Regions from separate parts of the Mus musculus genome. Here all the other regions are linked to region 6. The links are chromatin contacts, called in public HiChIP or PLAC-seq and promoter capture Hi-C maps. All regions are on one chromosome and are shown on one strand. The core of a region is the stretch at or near the end of the contact, and the rest is flanking DNA. Distances in the headings are between cores, read along the strand shown.

The links. Promoter capture Hi-C pulls out the DNA fragments that hold promoters and counts their contacts. HiChIP or PLAC-seq counts read pairs in DNA pulled down with a chosen protein or histone mark. Capture Hi-C pulls out chosen DNA fragments and counts their contacts.
Region 1: a promoter capture Hi-C map of adipose tissue shows a contact between it and region 6. The contact joins the promoter of Cep170b here to the promoter of Tex22 in region 6. A contact is called at or near these places in 10 of 39 promoter capture datasets (the 3T3-L1 cell line, the C10 cell line, the HPC-7 cell line and 6 more), 1 of 484 Hi-C or Micro-C datasets (the G1E-ER4 cell line) and 2 of 9 other capture datasets (adipose tissue and liver).
Region 2: an HNF4G HiChIP or PLAC-seq map of pancreatic cancer cells shows a contact between it and region 6. The contact joins the promoter of Zbtb42 here to the promoter of Tex22 in region 6. A contact is called at or near these places in 1 of 39 promoter capture datasets (cranial neural crest), 1 of 484 Hi-C or Micro-C datasets (embryonic stem cells), 1 of 115 datasets of contacts at active chromatin or transcription factors (pancreatic cancer cells) and 2 of 9 other capture datasets (adipose tissue and pancreatic islet).
Region 3: a promoter capture Hi-C map of the HPC-7 cell line shows a contact between it and region 6. The contact joins the enhancer-like site here to the promoter of Tex22 in region 6. A contact is called at or near these places in 3 of 39 promoter capture datasets (the C10 cell line, the HPC-7 cell line and cranial neural crest), 1 of 484 Hi-C or Micro-C datasets (bone marrow-derived macrophages), 1 of 115 datasets of contacts at active chromatin or transcription factors (bone marrow-derived macrophages) and 1 of 9 other capture datasets (liver).
Region 4: a promoter capture Hi-C map of adipose tissue shows a contact between it and region 6, with 2.9 times the contacts expected there. The contact joins the promoter of Pld4 here to the promoter of Tex22 in region 6. A contact is called at or near these places in 7 of 39 promoter capture datasets (the 3T3-L1 cell line, cranial neural crest, frontonasal cranial neural crest and 4 more), 1 of 484 Hi-C or Micro-C datasets (uterus), 2 of 115 datasets of contacts at active chromatin or transcription factors (embryonic stem cells and pancreatic cancer cells) and 3 of 9 other capture datasets (adipose tissue, embryonic stem cells and liver).
Region 5: a contact with region 6 is called in a promoter capture Hi-C map of liver. The contact joins the promoter of Clba1 here to the promoter of Tex22 in region 6. A contact is called at or near these places in 4 of 39 promoter capture datasets (cranial neural crest, liver, maxillary cranial neural crest and 1 more), 2 of 484 Hi-C or Micro-C datasets (embryonic stem cells and rod photoreceptor), 1 of 115 datasets of contacts at active chromatin or transcription factors (pancreatic cancer cells) and 3 of 9 other capture datasets (adipose tissue, embryonic stem cells and liver).
Region 7: a contact with region 6 is called in a FOXA1 HiChIP or PLAC-seq map of pancreatic cancer cells. The contact joins the promoter of Adssl1 here to the promoter of Tex22 in region 6.

What each region holds. Positions count from the first base shown.
Region 1 is chr12:112,720,809-112,723,508 of GRCm38.p6, reverse strand. It overlaps Cep170b (centrosomal protein 170B), which reads right to left and starts at 1,335. Exons shown (of 19, transcript NM_001024602.3): 1 at 1,127-1,335. Gm46382 (proline-rich extensin-like protein EPR1) reads left to right here and starts at 1,343. Exons shown (of 2, transcript XM_017315329.2): 1 at 1,343-1,948.
Region 2 is chr12:112,677,573-112,680,272 of GRCm38.p6, reverse strand. It overlaps Zbtb42 (zinc finger and BTB domain containing 42), which reads right to left and starts at 1,433. Exons shown (of 2, transcript NM_001100460.1): 1 at 1,328-1,433; 2 at 1-897. The coding sequence starts at 880.
Region 3 is chr12:112,701,312-112,704,011 of GRCm38.p6, reverse strand. No RefSeq gene overlaps it. Among named protein-coding and RNA genes, the nearest start is that of Gm30298, 13 kb to the right of the region's middle. Within about 2 kb of position 1,426, at least 64 of the 459 cell types and tissues checked have an H3K27ac peak or open chromatin away from gene starts, as enhancers often do. A contact at or near this core is called in the HPC-7 cell line, where this site is marked.
Region 4 is chr12:112,759,236-112,761,935 of GRCm38.p6, reverse strand. It overlaps Pld4 (phospholipase D family, member 4), which reads right to left and starts at 1,281. Exons shown (of 11, transcript NM_178911.4): 1 at 1,153-1,281. The coding sequence starts at 1,179.
Region 5 is chr12:112,807,716-112,810,415 of GRCm38.p6, reverse strand. It overlaps Clba1 (clathrin binding box of aftiphilin containing 1), which reads right to left and starts at 1,441. Exons shown (of 5, transcript NM_145450.3): 1 at 608-1,441. The coding sequence starts at 1,027.
Region 6 is chr12:113,073,212-113,075,911 of GRCm38.p6, reverse strand. Tex22 (testis expressed gene 22) reads right to left here and starts at 1,410. Exons shown (of 3, transcript NM_001361919.1): 1 at 1,053-1,410; 2 at 476-668. The coding sequence starts at 631. It overlaps Pacs2 (phosphofurin acidic cluster sorting protein 2), which reads right to left. Exons shown (of 24, transcript NM_001081170.1): 24 at 1,511-2,700.
Region 7 is chr12:112,618,642-112,621,341 of GRCm38.p6, reverse strand. Adssl1 (adenylosuccinate synthetase like 1) reads right to left here and starts at 1,295. Exons shown (of 13, transcript NM_007421.2): 1 at 1,032-1,295. The coding sequence starts at 1,223.

The sequences.
Region 1 (2,700 bases), core at 86-2,585, 350 kb after region 6:
GAAAACAGCTCCAGGTGGTCAGGAACATACCCATACCCTGCTCTGAGGTCCCCTTTCCTTAGGGCCCAGCTTGAGAGGCAAGGGCTAAAGGGGCAAGATTTCAATGCCCTTGCAGCCTCTAGGACCTCACTGGGTATCCATAGCCCCAACTCTCAGAAAGACCCAATCCTACTGGCAAAGGTGTCAGGGCTGTGGAGGGAGCCCCCCCCCCCCCCAGGCCCCAGACCCAGGGCGTCACTGAGCCTCCCAGCCCCACCCAGCCTGGATGTCTCCTACTCTGACATCACCTGCCTGCCATCATCTCACTGTGGACAGCAGGCACGGGGACACCCTTAGAGGAGAGGGAGGCCAACCCCCAGAGCCTGGTCATGGGGTGACCACTGCCACCGCCAGTCCAACTTGGAAAGGCTTCTGAGCCAGGGCTTGCTGTAGGAGGTTTGGGGCTAGGCTTAGCCCGGCCATCGTTGCTAGGAGGGAGAATAATAAACACCCCAAACTTGTCCCCTCAGCCGCGCCAAGCAGAAGAGCCACCACCCGAAGGTGAAGGAGGAGGTGGCGATGCAGATGCTGAGAGACAGTGGGAGGCAGGGAGCAGCCCCGTGGCTGAAAGGAGCAGACAGGAGGAGGTCCCCTCCTGGCCGCGGACAGCCCAGAGGCAGAGAAAGCAGGGAGACGGTGGCGGCTAAAGGGAAAGGAGAGAAGAGAAGGAAGACGGAGGGAGGGACCGCAGAAGGAGGGGGGACCGGGCACCCGGGAGGAGGCCGGGAGGCGGGCAGGCGCGCCAGGCCCAGAGGGGGAGGGAGCGGCGTTGTATCCTGAATCAGCGCTGGCCCTGCCCGGGCGGGGACCGGGCGCCCAGGTCTACCAGCTCGGCAGGCCGCGTAGACATGCGCGGGGCCAGGCCTTGTCGCCGGTGCCAGGAGGCCCCTCCCGGGCGCGCGCAGACATGGGCAGCATCGGCAAGCGCTGGCCGGGCCAGGTGTGCCGGGCCCTCGCCCAGCCCCTTCCTCACCGCCGCTTTTGTCCAGCCCCGCCCGCCCCGGTGTGGCCTGGAGGCACGCAGGTGCCCTGCTGGAGGCCCTGCCGCCGTGGGCGCAGGGCTGGCGCGGCCCCTCCTGCGTCCTACCTGTGCTCCCGCCAGGCCCGCGGCTCGCCCGCCCGGACGCTGCCCGGCCCAGCCCGGCCCTCTGCCCGCCCGGCCGAGCGCTGGGCGGGGCCGCCGCCTAGGACATGCCCGGCGCGGCCCGCACGCTGGCGGCAGCCCCGGCCGAGCCCACGGGCAGAGCGCCGGACCGCGGCCTCGCGCGGCGGGTCCCCTGACGTCTGCCGCGACACGCTCCGCCCCGGCGCGCCCCGCCCCCGTGATGCCCCGCCCCGCGACGCCCCGCCCCCCGGAAACCAGGTTAGGGCGGGCCAGCCTCAGCAGGTGAGCTGGACTCCGCAGCGCCGCCCCAGAGGTTACGCGCGGCCCCTCCCGTTCCGTCCACCCGTCCCGGCGCACCGGATCGGGCAACCAGGAACGGGCGATCACCTTTGTCCCCGGCCCAGCCTGGGGCGGCGCATCTCCGCCACCCTGTGCATTCAGACCCCCTTCTCTCTGGCGCTGGCTATCCCAGGGTTGCGAGAAAGGGCGTACGGCTGCCCAGCGTCCTGTCCCAGAGCCGAATAGTTAACATTTAACCACATTCCAGAAGCCCGAGCTCCAGCCGCTCTCCCAGCCCCAACCTTTGGCCTTTCAGCCCAGTGGAGGGGTGCAGGGCGAAGGAAGTAGGATGGATCCCAGAGGCCTGTGCGTCCAGCTGGGTCTCTTCCTCCTGCGCCCTCGACGTTGCAGGATAGGCCACGGGCTCGGGACAGGATGGTGGGCAAAGACACCAACGTACCTGGATGTCACAGTGGGCTGGACGGGGAGGGGCGGGGAACTCCGGAGGCTCTCCCAGTTCCTGAGGTAAGTTCTCACCGGCCGCTGGCTGGTGCCTGGTGCAACAATGGAGGTATCAGGTGTCCCTCTAGTGCCAAGGGGGAAAGGATTAGCGTGGGGCGGAGCGGCTTTGCAGAGTGGTGGAGAAAGTACTGTTCAGAGTGCATTCCTGCATTCCCGTTGAAGGGTACTAGTGAGGGCCTTGGCGGAAGTGGAATGCAGAGCAGAACTCCAGGCCTAGGAATGTGCGCTTTATCCTGCTGGTACAGGAGCTTCGTGAACCCAATCCACCCCGCCCAGGCTCCAAAGCCAGCGGGCACAGTTGCCCATCCCTGCCCTGTAGAAGGAGGTGGAAGGGGTTCTACACAACTCGAGAGTAGAGGCAAGCCCGCCAAGAGGAGACAGATAGGAAAAACTGCATGAGAATGTGCTAGGTTGTTGGGCCTGGCTGTGCGAGCTTATAGTACAGGCCCAAATGGGGGAGCCTGGCTTGCGGTATGGACAGAGGAGGAACCTGTAGCCTCGTGACCAATTTTGGATGTCATCCCAAGGACAGTGGGGCTCAGGAAGTTTGTGCCAGCTGAGACCTGATGAGATGAAGGCCTTGGAGAGAGCTCTAGATGTCTTTGTGGGCAAACGGGAGTACTTTGAGGGGGAGGCCAGGACTCCAGGGAGAGGCCAGGAACTGGAAGAGATGGAGGCAGAGGAGACTTGTCAGGTACTGGAAAGAGGAGGGCTGGGTACGTTCCTGTCTTCCTAGCCCATTTGTCCTTGCCAGG
Region 2 (2,700 bases), core at 184-2,683, 400 kb after region 6:
AAATGCAAAGGTGCCTGCTGGGACCCAGCTCTTCACTGTCGAGCACTGGCTCTGCAGGCAGCCCAAGCTGCTGGCTGCCCGTCCCTTCGATGTGCAGTGGCTCCAAGTCCACTGCCAGGCCCTGGGCTGCAGAAGCACAGACTGGTGGTGGGGATCGGTCCGCGCTCTGCGGGCTGCTGCTATCTTGTTCTGAGAACGAATCTTGCTCAGCCTTCACCAGAGGCTGCGCCACTTGCTGTACGGAGCTGCAGAGGGATGTCTGGAGGCGACAGGGTGGGTGTACCTGCTCCGGTCTTGGGCTAGGCTTCAGTGACAGGTCCAGGGCCCCACTTGACTGCTCTGCAACCTGCCAAGACGGAGGTCCAAATGTTGGCAGGGGATGGGTAGCCTTGACCCCTAGAGATGGGTGTTTGGCCTTTGGTGCGGCTTGGCAGAAGGCAGGGGACCAGGAAGGCAGGGGGTGTGGTGGCTGCCCAGGAAGCTCTGTCCCCAGCGTACGGGTCTCCAGATCTGGGTCCTTCTTTCTGAGTCTGCCCTTGCAGACCTTGACGATGTCATACATGTGCAGGTAACTGGCGGCAGCCAGGACGTCCTCGACAGGTAGGTTGTGCAGGTCCAAGCGGCCCTCGTACATGAAGTCCAGCAGGCGGCTGAAGGCGGGTACCGTGACGATGTCGCCGTTGAGCCGCACCGTGTCGCGGCTGCTCGCGGGCTGATCCCTGTAGAAGAGATGGAAGTAGACACTGCACGCGGCCAGTACAGCGCGGTGCGCAGGGAAGCGCGCGTCGCCCACCAGAACAGTGCAGTCGCACAGGAACCCCAGCTCGCGCTGCTGCCTCAGGCGGCCCAGCAGCCGTACGCCGTGCTCCGGGAACTCCATGCCGCCGCAGTCATCACCTGGGCACAAACGGGACGCCTGTCAACACGCCGGGGATGCCGTGGCCCCCGCTCGCCCCGACGCGCCCTTCCCGGGTGCAGGCAGCCCACAGAGAGGCGCGGGAGTGACGCGCGCAACCGCCAGCCCTGAGCTGCCCCGGCACCTGCCCGGAGCAGGAAAAACTCGATCGAAAGTAAACAGAAGCCGCTCTGCCGCCGGGGCGGGGCTCGGGGCGCAGCGGAGGGGCCGAGCCGCGCGGACAGAAAGAAGTCAGGACTTCAGGCTGCCTCGCCCCCCCCCCCCCGCCTGCCGCGCCCCCCGACGCCAGAGTCGCCGCCCGCCCGCACCGCCGCCAGCTGCCACCGCTGCCGTCGGCCCCATTTATGGCAGCGCGGCCGTGGGGAACGGCCGGCTAGGCAGGCGGAGCCGAGTACCCGCCCCTGTGCTCACCTTCGCCGCACGCGCGGCTCTCCGCTCGTTCTGCAAGCTTTCCCGTGCAGCTCGGACCGCACCGAACTGGGGGCGGCGCGCCCCGGCCGGGAGGGCGCGGGGACCCGGACGGCGCCGGGCGGGGCGCGCACTAACTTGGCCGGCGGGGCAACGCCTGCTGCTTGCCCCGCCCCGAAGAGCGAAACTCCCGGCTGGAGCTGGAGGGGGCGGACCGGGCGACTTCCCGGAGCGGCCGAACCGCTGAGGTCACCTCGCTACCCCTTCTCTGTCCGCCCCACCCGGTCAGTCCCGCTAGAAGCTAGCCCGCCGCACTCTGTGACGGGAGGGGGTGCGGGACCCTCTCGCGATACTTGTCTCCTGGGCCTCTGTGTCCTCCATGGGGTCCCGACTGCCCTGGTGGACAAAGGGGCAGTTGCTTCTCCGTGGACTACGGGACAATGGCCTCGGACCCGTTGGAAGACGGTCCTTCAGATGGGTCAGGGCGCCAATGAGAGACCACAAATGTCAAAAAGAAATTCACTTCGCCCTATGAAGATTTCTCTTGAATTCACGTTAACACATCTGGGACAGGCCGTGGAGCTGGGGTCTCAGAGAGAGAATTACCGCCCTCTGCAGACCCTGGGCTGACAGTCAAGCGCACTAAGATCTGTGACAGAGGGCACTGGGTAGGGCAGATGTGGTGGGATGGGTTTAAGACACAATCACAGAGAAGTGGCAGGAGACCTCCGGAGTTAGGCAGACAGGTCACACACAGGATGTAGGAGGAGTGATATGGAGAGAGGCCAGGGCCGGCACCCTGGGCACAGTGTTCCAGGGGAATCAGGGTCAGCAGGGTTTGAGGAGACTCCTGCTTCTTCTGGGGAGAGGACGTGACAATAGAGCCCGGGGTTTAGAGGAGTCGAGGCCCCTTGGCATGGGCTACACCAATGGCTCCCAAGTGTGCAGGCGGAGGGGTATTCTTAGCTGAGGGGGCTTGAAGTTGCTTGAGACATCGCTCACGTTGAGCTTCATTAAGCTTGTCAGTTAGACACTCTCATTTACAGTTCTAGCGTGAGGGAGGGGCCACGCAGTACCAAATCACAGAGCCAGAGTTCCTATGGGGCTAGGCCCGTTCCGAATTTTCACCTTGCATTTGTTAGAAGTCCAGGGACCAATAATGTTGGGTGGGCACCACATAGAGAGCTGGAGGGTAAGTATGAAGGAGGTCTTGCACAGGAATTACAGGGAAAGGGGTTTGGGTAGAATATCCAAAGGCATTCTGGGTAGAGACAGCCGCTGAGTCCTGTCTCTCCCCCCAACCCCCTGCCCGGCTCATTAGACACTCAGAACAGAGTACCCAGTTGTGAAGTGGGGCTTTCTGGCTGTTGGGGACA
Region 3 (2,700 bases), core at 177-2,676, 370 kb after region 6:
TCGCTTATCCAAACTATTATTCATGGCAGATGAAAATGCATAGGTCAGCCGGGCGTGGTGGCACACGCCTTTAATCCCAGCACTCGGGAGGCAGAGGCAGGCGGATTTCTGAGTTCGAGGCCAGCCTGGTCTACAGAGTGAGTTCCAGGACAGCCAGAGCTATACAGAGAAACCCTGTCTCGAAAAACCAAAAAAAAGAAAAAAAAAAAAAAGAAAAGAAAAAGAAAAAAAGAAAATGCATAAGTCTTACTCAGGGTGGACCAGAGATTGAACACCTTTTGCAGGAAGGGATGCCCAGGAAGGGAAGCTCGTTGCCTAAACACTCGGGCCTATCTAGACATCTCATTAGCATGGAGAACTCTAGTTTTTTGTGCTGTTTAGGTGACTGTTGTCATGGTCCCCTTAGTGGTGTGTCGTGGTCACATGTTTCAGGACCAATAGTCTGGCCAGGAGCTGACTCTAATGCCTGCTGTTCTCAATTTTGAGATTTACTGGGGTTTTTAAATCTGCTTTGACCTTACCAGTTCTTCTGTCTGGTGGCATGGTTGCCCCACATGAGGGTCTCAGCCTCCCATGAGCGGAGTCTCTATGAGCCAAGTGCTCATGGACACATGAGTCTACTGCTCTGTGTTGGTTGGAGCCTGTGAGTCAGGCTCTTGTAAAGTCAAACTAAGGGGAGATCTCTGCACAGGCTGTGTGTTCTTGTAAGTGCACCCATGTAGCCACTGTGTAGCACCTGTGTTGCTACTTTGTGGGTTCTTCTTCCTTGCAACCTTTTCTTCCACCCTTCCAATCCCCTATCACTAGATAGGAGAGAAAGAAGAATGGAGGGGAAAGGAGGCAGTGTTATCATTAGATTACTTCCTGCTGGGTTGATTAAGGACACCAAGTTCCTGGGGGGAGTCCGGGAAGTTTGATCTTCACCATCAGATATCTAATTTCCTCCTCTCTCTCCTCCTCCTCCTCTTTCCCCTCCTCTTCTATGACTACTTAACAAACAGCGACCACCACCAACCAATCAACAACCCACACTGCCTCTTGGGACTCATTTATATACCCTCTTAAATGTCCCCAAAGTTTCAAATGTCACACGCTTGCAAAAACTATCTGTAGCAGGCAAAACCACGCCCCTGCTAGAGCACTGGGCAAACCAGTCAGCAGCTGTGGACAGCCTGAAGCAGCCCATGTCCCCACACCTGGGATATGAAAATTCTTAGATTCTTAGAATATTTTTGTGTTTTGAAAGAAACCAAAATTCCAAAATTGTCACTACATACCCATTGGAGTGCCTGTGTGGACATGGATCAAGCTTTACCACTAAGAAGTTTGCTTGGCTGGTAGATGTAAGGAGAACTACTGTTGGCAGCACTATCCCAGGACAGGTGGGTATGCATTGCATGAGGAAGCCAGCTAGGTATGAGTCAGAGAGTGAGCAAGCCAGGAAGCAGCGTTTGTCTGTGGTTTCTGCTTGAGTTACTGCCCTGACTTCTCTCAAGGGTGGATTGTGACCTGGAAGTGTAAGCTGAGTTGTTTTTAGTCATGGTGTTTATCACAGCAATGTAAAGTAAACTAGAACAGACGCAAAGCCCTTTAACCACCATAGAGGCTGGACTTGAGGAAAGAGATACAGTTAGGAAGTCACTGCTGTCCTCTGTGGGCATCCTTCCAAGCCTCCCCCAGGACCAATGGGCGACTATCCAGGTGGACCGGGGGGAGAACAGCCCGGCTTTCTGGGGTTATTATATACTAGTCATAAATTGACGCTCTTTAATCCCTGGGGCTCATCATGTTTCTAAGATCACAGACCATGAGCATCAAGTGACAAAAGGCTCAAGTCCTCTCACAGGGTTCTAGTGACTCTTGGGCATGTCCTGTGGTTAAGTCCGTGGATCTAAAGTGTGTTGAAGTTGGACATATGTGACAGCTGGCATGAAGTCCATGCTTGTCTCTGTGATCTATAAGAAGGGCCTGGGAAGGAGCCTCTAGGAAGGAGGGAGACAGATTCTCTCCACAGCCTCCAGCAGGATCGACCCTACAACCCATTGCCTCAAGTCTTCTGGTCTCCAGAAGAAGAGAATGAAGTGGTCATTTGTAGTGACTGGGTTTGTGGTGGTTTGCTTTGGTAGCAGTAGGAAACTCATAGACACCCCTTTGCTGCTGTGTGATTCAATGCACAGGTGGGTGGGTCTGTGATGCACAGGTGGGTGGGCCTGTGATGCACAGGTGGGTGGGCCTGTGATGCACAGGTGGGTGGGCCTGTGATGCACAGGTGGGTGGGCCTGATGTGGCAGTAGACCATCATAGACCATCAACAATGGCAGCTGTTCTAGATGCTCATTCTGGTTTATTTATAAACAAAGCCTGGGCTGGTCTCAAACTCAAGAGCCCCCTGCCATAGCCTCCTGGGTGCTGGCAGTACAGGTGAGATCATGTGGGTGGGGTGTGTGATCTTTTTGGAGTGAACCACCACTCCTTTGAAGCCTGGTATGAAGTTACTAACCTTTGTTTTTCCCTCAGTCTCAATTAATATGGCCAATCAGAAAAAAAAACAAAAACAAAAACATTCCTTCCCTCTACGTGGCATTACCCCACCCTGGTGACCTTGTCTCAGGATCGGGTCACCTCTTGTCTTCTGTCAGAACAGTTTACAGAGCCTTTACTACCCTCATGTCTCTCGAGTCCCCTCCTTTACTGTGTCAC
Region 4 (2,700 bases), core at 32-2,531, 310 kb after region 6:
CACTGACTTCCCACCCTCCCAGCCTGAATGCTGTTTGGAACCTAAGGCACTGTATGATTGTAGTTGGTTGGTTGTGGAATCTGGGGGCTTCTTCAGTTCTGTGGGTCAGGCTATCACTCCAAGAGTGGTGAGACTAATTCCACTGTCCCTTAAGGGTTGTCTTGGACAGCAGCCTGTAGGCATGTGGCTAACCTTAGCACAGGGAATGGATTATAGGAGATAGGCCTGGGGCTCTATCTACCCTCGATGCCCAAAGTTACGGGGAAGTGGAGCCTAGAAACCACAGTGAGAGGATGGGGGCGGGGGAGAGGACCAGAGTCACCCACAGAGGCCCAGCACCCTCTTACCAGAGTTCCTTGAAGAAGGGAGTCAGGAGGTCACTTCCATCCAGATCATGGCTCATGTTCTTAGATATATCTCCCACCCTACCCATAGCAGGCAGCTCAAGTGACCGAGGCAGCTTCAGAAACCTAGCTTCTGGCTCTGACCAGTCTTATAATGTCCAGTGGGGCACAGACATGAGGTTCTGGGCCAGGGTTACCAGGCAGGGCTATCCCTCAAAGAGCTGCTGGCCTACCTCTCCCAGCTGCTCTGAGAGAAGTGTTCTCATCCCCTAAAATAGTTGGATTGGCAAAAAGGCAAGAATGCAGCAGCCGTAATCTGGGACTTCCAAGGGCCACAGACTTCTGACCTCCTTGTGGTCACTGGGAGCTACTCTGAGGTCAGGGTAGGAGAACGATGAAGGGCGGCTCTAAGCATCTGCAGACCTGTCACATCCTTGGTCCCTGTGGGTCTTTCGAATCCTTGGGGTGGGACTGTCTGGCTAGAGGGAAACACTCCCTGGTACTGGCATATCAGGAGAGGGGTGAGCTGGGGGATGGGCTTTAGAGCCCCCTGAGCCTCAAGGTTCTGGGGTTCCTGCCCTGTGGGCTAAACTGTGGACCCGAGGCGTGGGATAGGACAAAGCTGCCCAGTGGCTGGAGACTTTGATACCCATTGACCCTGGATCCATAGATCAAGCAAGGAGTGGACATCTGCCAGCCAATCTGGGTGGCTTGTGGGACCTAGGGTGCTGGGAGGAGGGGACTGTGGGAGGTAGACAGACACCCCTCTTGAGGCCCTCTGTCTGGCTCTAGCCTGGCTACCACTTACCTCTGGGTGCTCTTTCTTCTTGTCCATCCTGGTTCCAGCCACTGTCTGCAGGCTTTGCCTGTGCAGGCAGGCACCTGCCTCCTCTCTGGCCTGCTGCTTCCCCCTTCCATTCACTTCCTCTTTGTTCTGAGCACCCCACCCCCACGTCAAGACAGATCGGGTCTCTAGGGGGCGGAGCTGAGAACTTTCACCTCTGGAGAAAAATCTACCCTGCTTGCTCCTAGAGAGGGTCCCTCAGTCATAAACCAAATGTTGGAATTAAGTTTGACTGCAAACACCAAAGTCTCAAGTAAGAGAGCCTCAAACTGACTTAACTTCTCCAGGGGCTCATATATTGAAGACTGGTAATTTTATTGAAGTTGCATCATGAGCTAATTAACAAATTGTGCAATGATAGCCATGATGGGAGGAGGTGGAAACTGTGGAAGGTGGGGCCTGATTGGAGGATGTAGGTTTCTGGGGCAGGACTTGGCTCGCCATGTCTTATGCCTGGGTTCTTCATCTCTCTCTGCTTCCTGTCTGTTATAGGGCAAGCTGCTTCCCTCTGCCTTGCTGCTGTTACTATGCCTGGCCACACTCTAGTTCCATGGGAATGGCAACAGCTGACATTGGTTAAAACCTCTAAAGCTGCAAGCCAAAATAAGTCCTTCATCCTTCAAACAGTTTACCTCAGGTCTGCGTCATAGTGAAGAAAAACTGACTGACCCACCAACCATACCCTGCAACCAGTTTCTGGAGAAGTTATCAGTGACACAGTCACAGGAAGTCTTAGCCTCCAAACCCTGGAATTCAAACTTCACAGCCCTAGAATGGCTTCCAAAGCTCAGCCATCACCTCATATCCCTAGCATAGAATGAAGCATCCCCAGAACACTTCTGGAGACTGGAAAGGGAACTTCCATTTATCTATATTAGCTACAACTCAATCTACGCTTGGCCACAGGGCCATACCTAGCTGCAAGGGAAGCTGGGATCTGGAGGTAGCCATGACTCACCCCGCTGAGGAATTCAGGTGAGGCTGTTCCCTGGCCTGTCCACAAACATAGGCTTACTAGTGGCTCCTTGAAGGGATTCTGCCTCCCCTCATAGTCCAAGATGGATCTTCTGAAGACCAAACCTTGTTGCCTTTAGATCAGGGTCTTGGGAACAGCCCCAACTTTGAACAGGGTCCAGGTTGACTTCCCTCCTCCTTGGCAGGCAGTAGGCCTCAGTTCAGGGATATGGCCTCAGAGTGTCCTCAGGGGAAGAGTGCCAACCTCACAGGGTGGGGAGTACTCCTGAGGAGCAGGGCCTGACCTCAGTGACCCGTGTCCAGCCTGGTGGGCAAGAAAGTGAGCAGAAAAGGGACCATCCTTCACTTCCTGTGGGATAATGCCCTAACTTGGCTTTGGGGTTGTTGTGGGTTATCCACCAGAGAAGACAGCGCAGACATGGGTCTAAGCCAATAGATTCAGGATCCCATTGTAGCCCCAAGCCTTTCTCAGGGTGAGCTTTTTTTTTAATGCATTTTATACAACAAACATATTAATAATATTGAGTATTTTGAGCA
Region 5 (2,700 bases), core at 192-2,691, 270 kb after region 6:
ATCCAGTGTTTTCTGTAAACTTCCCACCATGCACAGATATTTTCTAACACTTCAACCAAGGTGGAGAAAGTGCTCGCTTTAGAAAGAATGTTAAAGCGCTGACTGCAGGAGGAGTGGCCCTCACAGCAGGCTACCCTGCCCCCACCTCTTTCTATTTATCCTCATCTGTGTTTGGGGTGAGCCACTGAGGGGAATGGCTCCGAGGCAGTGGAGGAGGCAAAGGTGTGGTCAGCTCTCAGGGCTGTGTGGGACCCTATGTCAGTCCCCTGACCAAGCCCTCTGTTCCTTGTCCTCCCCCCCCCCCCCTTTTTAGTTTGTTTTTCAAGATTAGGTTCCTCTGTGTAGCCCTGGCTGTCCTGGAACTCACTCTGTAGACCAGGCTGGCCTCGAACTTGGAGATTCGCCTGCCTCTGCCTCTTGAGTGCTGGGATTAAAGGCGGGTGGTGCCCAGCTTCCTTGTCCTCCTTTTAAGCAGAGGACAGCCAACCACACAGCAAAAGACAAACTAGGTGAGAAGAGAAGGCTAGCCAAACCCCCACATTCCCAGGGCACAGAGACTTGGGCAAAGTCTAATGACAAAATACTTCCCACTCAACCACGGAAATACCTCTGAAGATGGGCCAGCAGCAGTTCCTGTCACCCAGGGTCCACCCTGCTGCACCTGGCAAGAACTGCCCTCTTCGGGGACTGAAGGGGTTCTCAGCGGCTGACATTCCGTGGCTCTCCCCAGGAGTTCAAAAGACTGAGAAAACTGCTCCGACTTAGCTGAAGACTCCCGGAAGCCTTCGAACTCTCCCCACCCGCCGCTGAGCTCCCCCGGGTGTGGACAGCTGGTGGGAAGACCCTCATCCAGCCTGGAGCTGTTAGCGTTCGTGTCCGGCAGAACCACGGGACCGTCGCAGCAGATCCGCCTCCGTTCCAAACCATCACCACTCTGTCCTCTAGCTGTCTGGTGGGGGGACCCCTCTCCAGGCTCCTCTGCGAGGTCACTCACTGACTCTCTCCCCACCTCCTGCCCGCCTTGCATCTTGGTGTAGCCAGGCCAGCCGACCCGAAGGAAAGCTGCTCAAAAAACATGCAGCGGCTGAGCTGGAGTTGCCCAGGGCTTCCTGGGAGTGTTCACGTGCCTCCGTGGAGTCGACCCCTCCTGGCACTCGCGGATGACTAGTCCGGCACGGGGGCGTATCCTAGGGCCAAACAAGTGAGGCGAAGGAGGGCCTGTGGGCAGACGCAAGTCCTGGTGGATGAGCTGCAGAACCCGGTCTGCGAGGCCGGAGGCTGAGGGCAGGGAGCTCGGGGATCGCGTCCCAGACGGGAGTCTCGCGGGCTCCGGGACCAGGTCCCAGGCGCAGACGGAGGGGGTCCCGAGCTCCCAGAGGCCCGCAAGGCGCGCACCCACCTTCGCCGCCGCGACGCGCCTCCCGGCGCCCGGCGGGGAGATACTACAGCCAGCTTAGCCGGCAACCAGCGCCGCGCGTTGCCCGGCAACGATGCGTGCCAGCAGGCTTCCGGCGTGCTTTAAGTGTCGTCAGCACGCCACCGTGTGGCGTGGCCAACAGCGCCCCGCCCATGCCCATCCTCTCCCGACTACCACTTATGTTGCTGCGGACTGGAGGATGCTGGCAGCTCTGCAGTGGGTCCCAGCCTGCTATCGTGACTGGTCTTTCTGCCTCCCCCGCCCTACAAATATCGGTGGGAGCAGTTCTCTTTTTATTATGGCGCCCAGTGCCTCTGTGTCCGATATGTCCCTTGCAGTCGCATACCTGGCCCTGGAGTAAGGCCACTGCCACGGTACTGGCCCCTCATCCCACACCCTCCGGCCCTGGTTCCTTGCTCTCCTATTGGATGCTTTCTCAAGTCTGGAAGCTATGGGGAAAACTCTGTCTACCTGATTTAGTTCAGTTCCAGATCACATTCCCTTCTGCAAGAATGAGCGTCTACTGCCTGCAGAGTAGGAGAGCCACTGCCCTGCCTCGTGTGCTCACAGTCTGGGCCGGGTCACCAGCCGGACCCAAGGCGGAGCAGGGTCAGTCTTGGTCATGGACAGGCAGAGACTCACAGGCCCCTGCAGGGCCCTGATGAACTAACCTTGCCCCTCTCCCAGCCCCAGCCACAGAAATCCTTGGCCCTTTCCATATGTCCCCATCCTGAGCTTCATGAAGTCAGCCTTCAGCCTGTCACATCTTTATCCAAGTCACCCTAGACTAGCAGCCATTAACAACCTCCCCTGAGAAAGAGGTGGGTCAGGCCTGCATCTAAACCCAACTTCAGCCCCTTCCTCTATACTCAGATTTCCCCCTGGACTTCCCTAGGCCCTGCTCTGTCCTTTGCATGAATTATGCAGTCCCTCATCCCCTGCCTCCTCAGGAGAACTACTGGAAAATTTGATTTAAAAGTGACAAGATGAGATCATTCGCTGCATCTTGGACCACAGCCTTCCCCATTCCCCTGGGCAGACGAGCCTGGCACTGTTCACTGAGGCTTGCGGGCAGAGAGCTCAGGACCATGGCTTGGTGCAGCTATTCCCAGCTTTCCCAGTGGCCCGGTAGGATGGTGCAGACACAGTCTGTGTTTACAGACACTGGCTTGTTTGCCTCACTCTGACCCAGCAGGTCCTGCTCTCGGTCCGTTCCCAAGGCTCCAGTTCCCCTCACCTGCTGCCCTTGCTGACTTTGACGTCTGGGGAGCTGGAAGGACAGG
Region 6 (2,700 bases), core at 161-2,660:
GGTGTCCCTTCAACCATAGAGCTCTGATTCTTCACCATTATGTCACCAATATAAAATCCATACATCTGTGCCTATTCATAAGCAAGCCTCTCCCAAGAGATGACACGTTAGCATCTTTACCATCTAGAATGCCCTGCCTTATGAAAGCGGAAGGGGCTACTGGTCAGCCCTGCAGGACAGTTGTCACCTTTGGAGGGACCTCAAAGCAGGGGTCAGGGACACTGCACGAGCTGATGTGGGTATGTGTGGCACACTCCTTCTGACCTTAGGCGACCTCTCTCTGCCTGGTGTCCACCAGAGGAAGTCTACCTCCGAGCCTAGCCTGAGTAGTTGGAGAAGCAAGCCCTAAAAACTAAATGTTTCCTCCAGTCCCATTCAGTCCTTTCCTCTTGTCCCAGAGGCCCATTCTCGGTGTCCCTTTCCAACCAGTCCACCTAAAAGCCTGGGTTCTCGGAAGACTCTCCTAACTGCTTACCCAGTCTTGGGTCTGCAAGTCGTCCTGAGGCTTGCTCTTGGTGTCTGGCTGGCTGGAGGCCACGGCAAGCCCCTGTGGGGGTGACTGTTGTCTTTGCTCTTGAGCAAGCTGCCACTGTAGCGTCTTCCTCTGGGGGCGCTGTTGCCTGCTGTCCATCTCTAAGTACAGCAGGTTGCAGTTCCCTCGACTAGGGCTGTGGGGCAAGGTGCAGGAAGGGAACTGAGCAGGGTTCCTGCTGCCACGGCAGATCCCTAAAGCAGATGATGGCAGGCCCTGCTGGGGCCGCCTTCTACCTAGTGACTACTCTTGCCGAGTAGCGGGGTCCCTTGTGACTTTCTCTCCCAGGTCTTGTGGCCATTATCCTCCGCACCAGCATCCCCCCAGGGACAGCAGTAGCCTAGAAATAGATGCTAGCCTAGCCTTCTCTGCTCTCACCGAACCACCTGGTCTGCTTTTCCTCGCAGGGGGCGCTCCTTCTGCGGTCCTGACAAGCTCTTCAGTCCTAGGATCCCACCCTCAATAGGCCTCCTCCTGTCTTGGACAACCCTACCACACAAGGCCCAGGCTCAGCGCCAACCTGAGCTCTCATTTCCCACCCTCTCCGTGGGTATGAACTGTGGAAGTCAGTTAAGGGCAGCAGTGAAGGTATGTGGGAGTTGGGTCACCCGCTCCCACGCGGATGCAGAGCTCGCCCAGAGGGCTCTGGGAAGGGCTCTGTAGGCTCCGGGACAGATGAGGGGGGCTTAATGAGCTCCGGTTGACAATGGATCAGCCGGTGAGCCCAGGCTCAGAAGGGTCTGCACAGGGAGTGGAGGGTCGTGTGGCCTGTGAACGCTCATGTGGGTCCAGGTAAACAGAGCTGGCTGGTGAGGCTGACTTAGGACCTTCAGCACCAGCCTGAGAAAGCTGGATCCAAGGACAGAGCTCTAGGGAAGAGGGACGGAGCTTCCGTCCTACAGACCCCGCCCTCCGCGGCCGCTTCCGCCCCCTCCACGCGTGCGCCCCAGCGTTCAAGCCGCATGGCCCCAACACATTCAGAGAAATCACAGCAGTGGGCGGCCTGAGCGCCGTCAGTTTATTAGTGTCGCTTCAGCACCTTGAAATCGTCCACATGGTCGCATGGGACAGATCAGTATCTGCTCCCAAAAAAAGCTATTTACATGAATCCTGCTTTTTATTAAAAAAACAAAAACAAAACTAGCAACATACACACTCTAGAAATCAGTCACAGCGCGCTGGGCAGTCTGCAGAAGCGAACGGAGTCATCCTCACGCAAGGCTGTCAGCTTCTGCTGGCCCCCTTCCAGGACAGAGCAGTCTCTGAAGGGCACAGGGATTTAGGGAGCAAGTACCCTGGCCCTGGGGAGAAGTGCCAGGACGTTTTTATGCGGAATTCATTTGAGATGGAGGCTAGAGGAAGAAGTGAGGCTTGCAGGATAAGGCTAGGGCAAGCCATTGCTTCAGGGCTGAGCCTCCCGCCTCCCCACGCCTCCCCACCCCCACCTCCCAGCACTGGTACCTTTACAGTGATACTGAGCTGCGTACTCAGAGGGTGGTGGCAGGAACCAACTTGAAGGTAGAGGCAGGGCCCCCAACTGACAGCAATGAGCAATGGCAACTGGTGTTGCTTGACAGGGACCTCTAAGACTGGCAGGCTCTGAGGGTGATGCCTCAGAGCTTCGGATGCAAACACACTCTGCGGTTCGTACCACTGCACTGCCTGTCAGGGGGGCTTTGGTGTCATCCTTCAAAGGGACAAAGTGCTTCTCCATGACTTCTCATTACAGCTCCATGAGGTAGGCAAGGAAAATGGACCATCTCTCTAACCACTGGGGGAGTGAGGCACAGGGAGGAAGGACTGCTGTCTAGGTCTGCACCTAGCACTGCCATGGTGGGGGTTGGGGGGAAGGTGTATGGTGCTCAGGTGCTAGGCTTTCCTGACTCCACCCTGGGCCAGCTGTGGGACAAAGACGCTGCCTACACCTTCCTCTTGTGTGTGTAAAGTCAGACCCCTGGAACCAGTCAAGGAAGGAGCACGTATGTACAGGGGAAGGTTCTGGAAAAGGGCTGCCCTCAGGCAAGAGCTTGAACCCCTGTGGCCTCAAGGCTAGAAATCTAGGTCAAATGTTTCATATGAAGGTTGACTTTTGGGAAAAAACACAAGGGGCAGGTAAACTAGGCTCTTAGGCTCCAAGGATTACAGTGGCCTGACTCAGCACAAGATCT
Region 7 (2,700 bases), core at 46-2,545, 450 kb after region 6:
AAGGGAGAGGGGTGAACAGGGTGAGAGAGCAGGGTAGCTCCTCATTCTTAAGAGAGTTTCCAGAAATCCTCATCCCCAGCTGGGCAAATGTGGCCCAGGGAACCAAGCTATGCCTCCGGAGGCCTCCTAGGAGTCCTCGGGAACTCAGCAAGAAAGCCACAGAACCAGGGAGACAGAACTCCAGCAGGTGTTCCCACCTTCATTTGGGTCAGCAGCCATAAGTGTGGCTCCAAACCCAGTATCACAGAGTATCTTCCCTCAAACCGAGCCCTCTGTGCTGAGGATGGCACCGCAGAGGCAGTGTGGCTGTTAGCTGCAGCTCAACACCACAGAGACTTAAGGAGAGCAGGCAGCTAGCCCTAGGAGAGTACCCACCCGCTGTCCAGAGTCAGTCAGAACAAATGTGGGTGCTCAGAGCACTTTGCAGCTGGCCAAGGGCACAAAGACTGTCTCTGGCCTTCTCTGAGCACTACCAGCCACCGGGTCACACCCTGCCCGGGAAATCTGTGACTCCTCCTTTCTCCATGTCAGCCAGACCCCTTTGAACTCTGCTTTAGGCTCCTGACCCTGCGTTCCTCTAGGTTAGAAACCTATCTTCATCCTGTCTCTGCCTGGCTGACTCGCCGAGGACACCCCCCTTCTCAGAAAGCAGCTCTCACCCTTTGCTGCATCTTAGGGTACCTCGACCCACCCCGTTGGGGCTTTCCCCACTGGAGGGCCCACCATCACCGCCCTGGAACGCCCTACCCCTGAGGATCCCATGTCCTCAACTCAGCGACTTATATTTTTAGCTCGGGCTCCTGCCATTGCCCTGGGGAGGAGGTGGGTGGGTGGTGGGAGGCCAAGAGCTTTGTGTGAGAGGGTGTGTGTGGGAAGGAGGACTTAGGCAGTGGGGAAGGTACTCCTGGGAGGGAGGAATCCAAAAGGCTGTGACCCACTCAGGGCACAGGAGGAAGGGGTTCGTCCGGATCCCGGGGAAGGGGAGAGGCTCGCTGGGCAGGTTAGGGAGGGACTCGGCGCCTGGCCCGCACCTGGCAGCGACTGACGATGTCGGCGTCCGTGGCCAGCAGGTCCACCACCTTGCCTTTGCCCTCGTCCCCCCACTGCGCGCCCAGCACCACGGTCACGCGGGAGCCTGTCGCCGCCGCCTCCTGCTGCAGCCGCCCCCTCTTGACTCCGCCTGTGCCGGGGGGCCGGTCGTTGGAGGCTCGGGTCCCGGACATGCTGGCTTAGCTCCTCTGCTGCTCTGGGCCAAGCGAGAGCCCGCCGCCGCCAGAGCTCTCGCTCCATTAAATGCGGACGCCTAGAGAGGGGGGCGGGCCGGGGGCGGGTCCTGCGCACGCGGTGACGCACCTCGGTGACCTGCGGCCACAGCTCCCTGTCCCTGCCGCTGTCGCTGCAGATGGCGCGCACTTAGGGTGCTAGACGCCCCGACACGACTTGGGCAAGCAGATGACTCAGAACACCCTAGGACGTGAGAGGTGCCAGTGCTGCACGACCCGGACTCTACCCCTGCCCACTGGCCTGCTAGGACTAGGGTTTGGGGTTGCACAAACAGCGGAGGAGGCTGCTTTTTCCGGGGCAAGAGAGCGGTTAACAAAAGCAGAACCACAGATGTTTCTTTGCCGTTAATCTGGAGGATCTGCCTGCGGGATCACCTGTTTTCCCGTCTTGAACCTCGAGTCCAGGACCAGGAACGGTTCTCCTGAGAGCCGCCCAGAAAGTCACCTTAACTAAGACGATCTCTCTCCACCAGGCCACATAGTCACCCCTGCTGGCCCAGGATATGCAGCTCTTGGGTGGCTGTAGCTAGCTACTAGCCCAGCGCCAAGTGTAAGATGAAGTACCCACATCCGCTCGGGGTCAGAGCAACTTGAGGGACACAGGAGCAGAGGAGGATTCAACTTTCCAAGAGACCTCGGGGTCGATGGTTTCTGCCACTCAGTCCAGACTGGAAACAGGGACAAGGGAAAGTCCTGAGGCTGGGAGGCCTGTGTGGCATGCTCCCCCCAGCCCCCCACTGGTGCGTGTCCTTCCAGGGTGTGCTAACTGACCCCTGGGACAGGTTCACAGAGCAGTCAGGCTCCTAGTTGTCCTGGGGGCAGTTCGCAGGACTGTCACAAGACCAGTGAGACTAGACACACCCTCTGGGGGACTGACACCCCCCCTCCCCCAGCTTGGGGAAGAGAGGCTATTCCCAGTCAGCCTCAGCCACACTGCTGCTACCCTCCCTGGCTGTGCAGGTCATGGTGGTCTGTGTCTTCTGTTTCACATAGGGACATAGACACTCTCTTCAGTTGCTATGGCTGAAGCAGTCAGGGCCTCGGATCTGGACACTACTTCTTAGAAGAGCCTTACAGTCTTTGTGTGCAGATTACAATATCCTTCTCTACCTCACTCAGTGCCACAGTGGGGAGGGGGCAAGCGAGTAGACGTGGCATCTAGAGTTAGTGGTTCAGGCCAAGATCTCCTGAGCAGTGGCTGGGACAGGCAGAAATCCCTGATAAGGTCTTTCAGGAAGGTGTGCTCAGAAGGCAAAGCAGGCAGAGAAGGCTGATGCAGGAACGGAGACAAGGGGTAAACAGGAGAATATGGGGGGGGTTGTCACAGGAGGAAGGGTAGGGGGCACAGCAGCTTCTGAGGACTGAGGGAGGAGAGAGGCTGGCAGAATGTTACACAGGTCAATGAACTTTTTCTCCA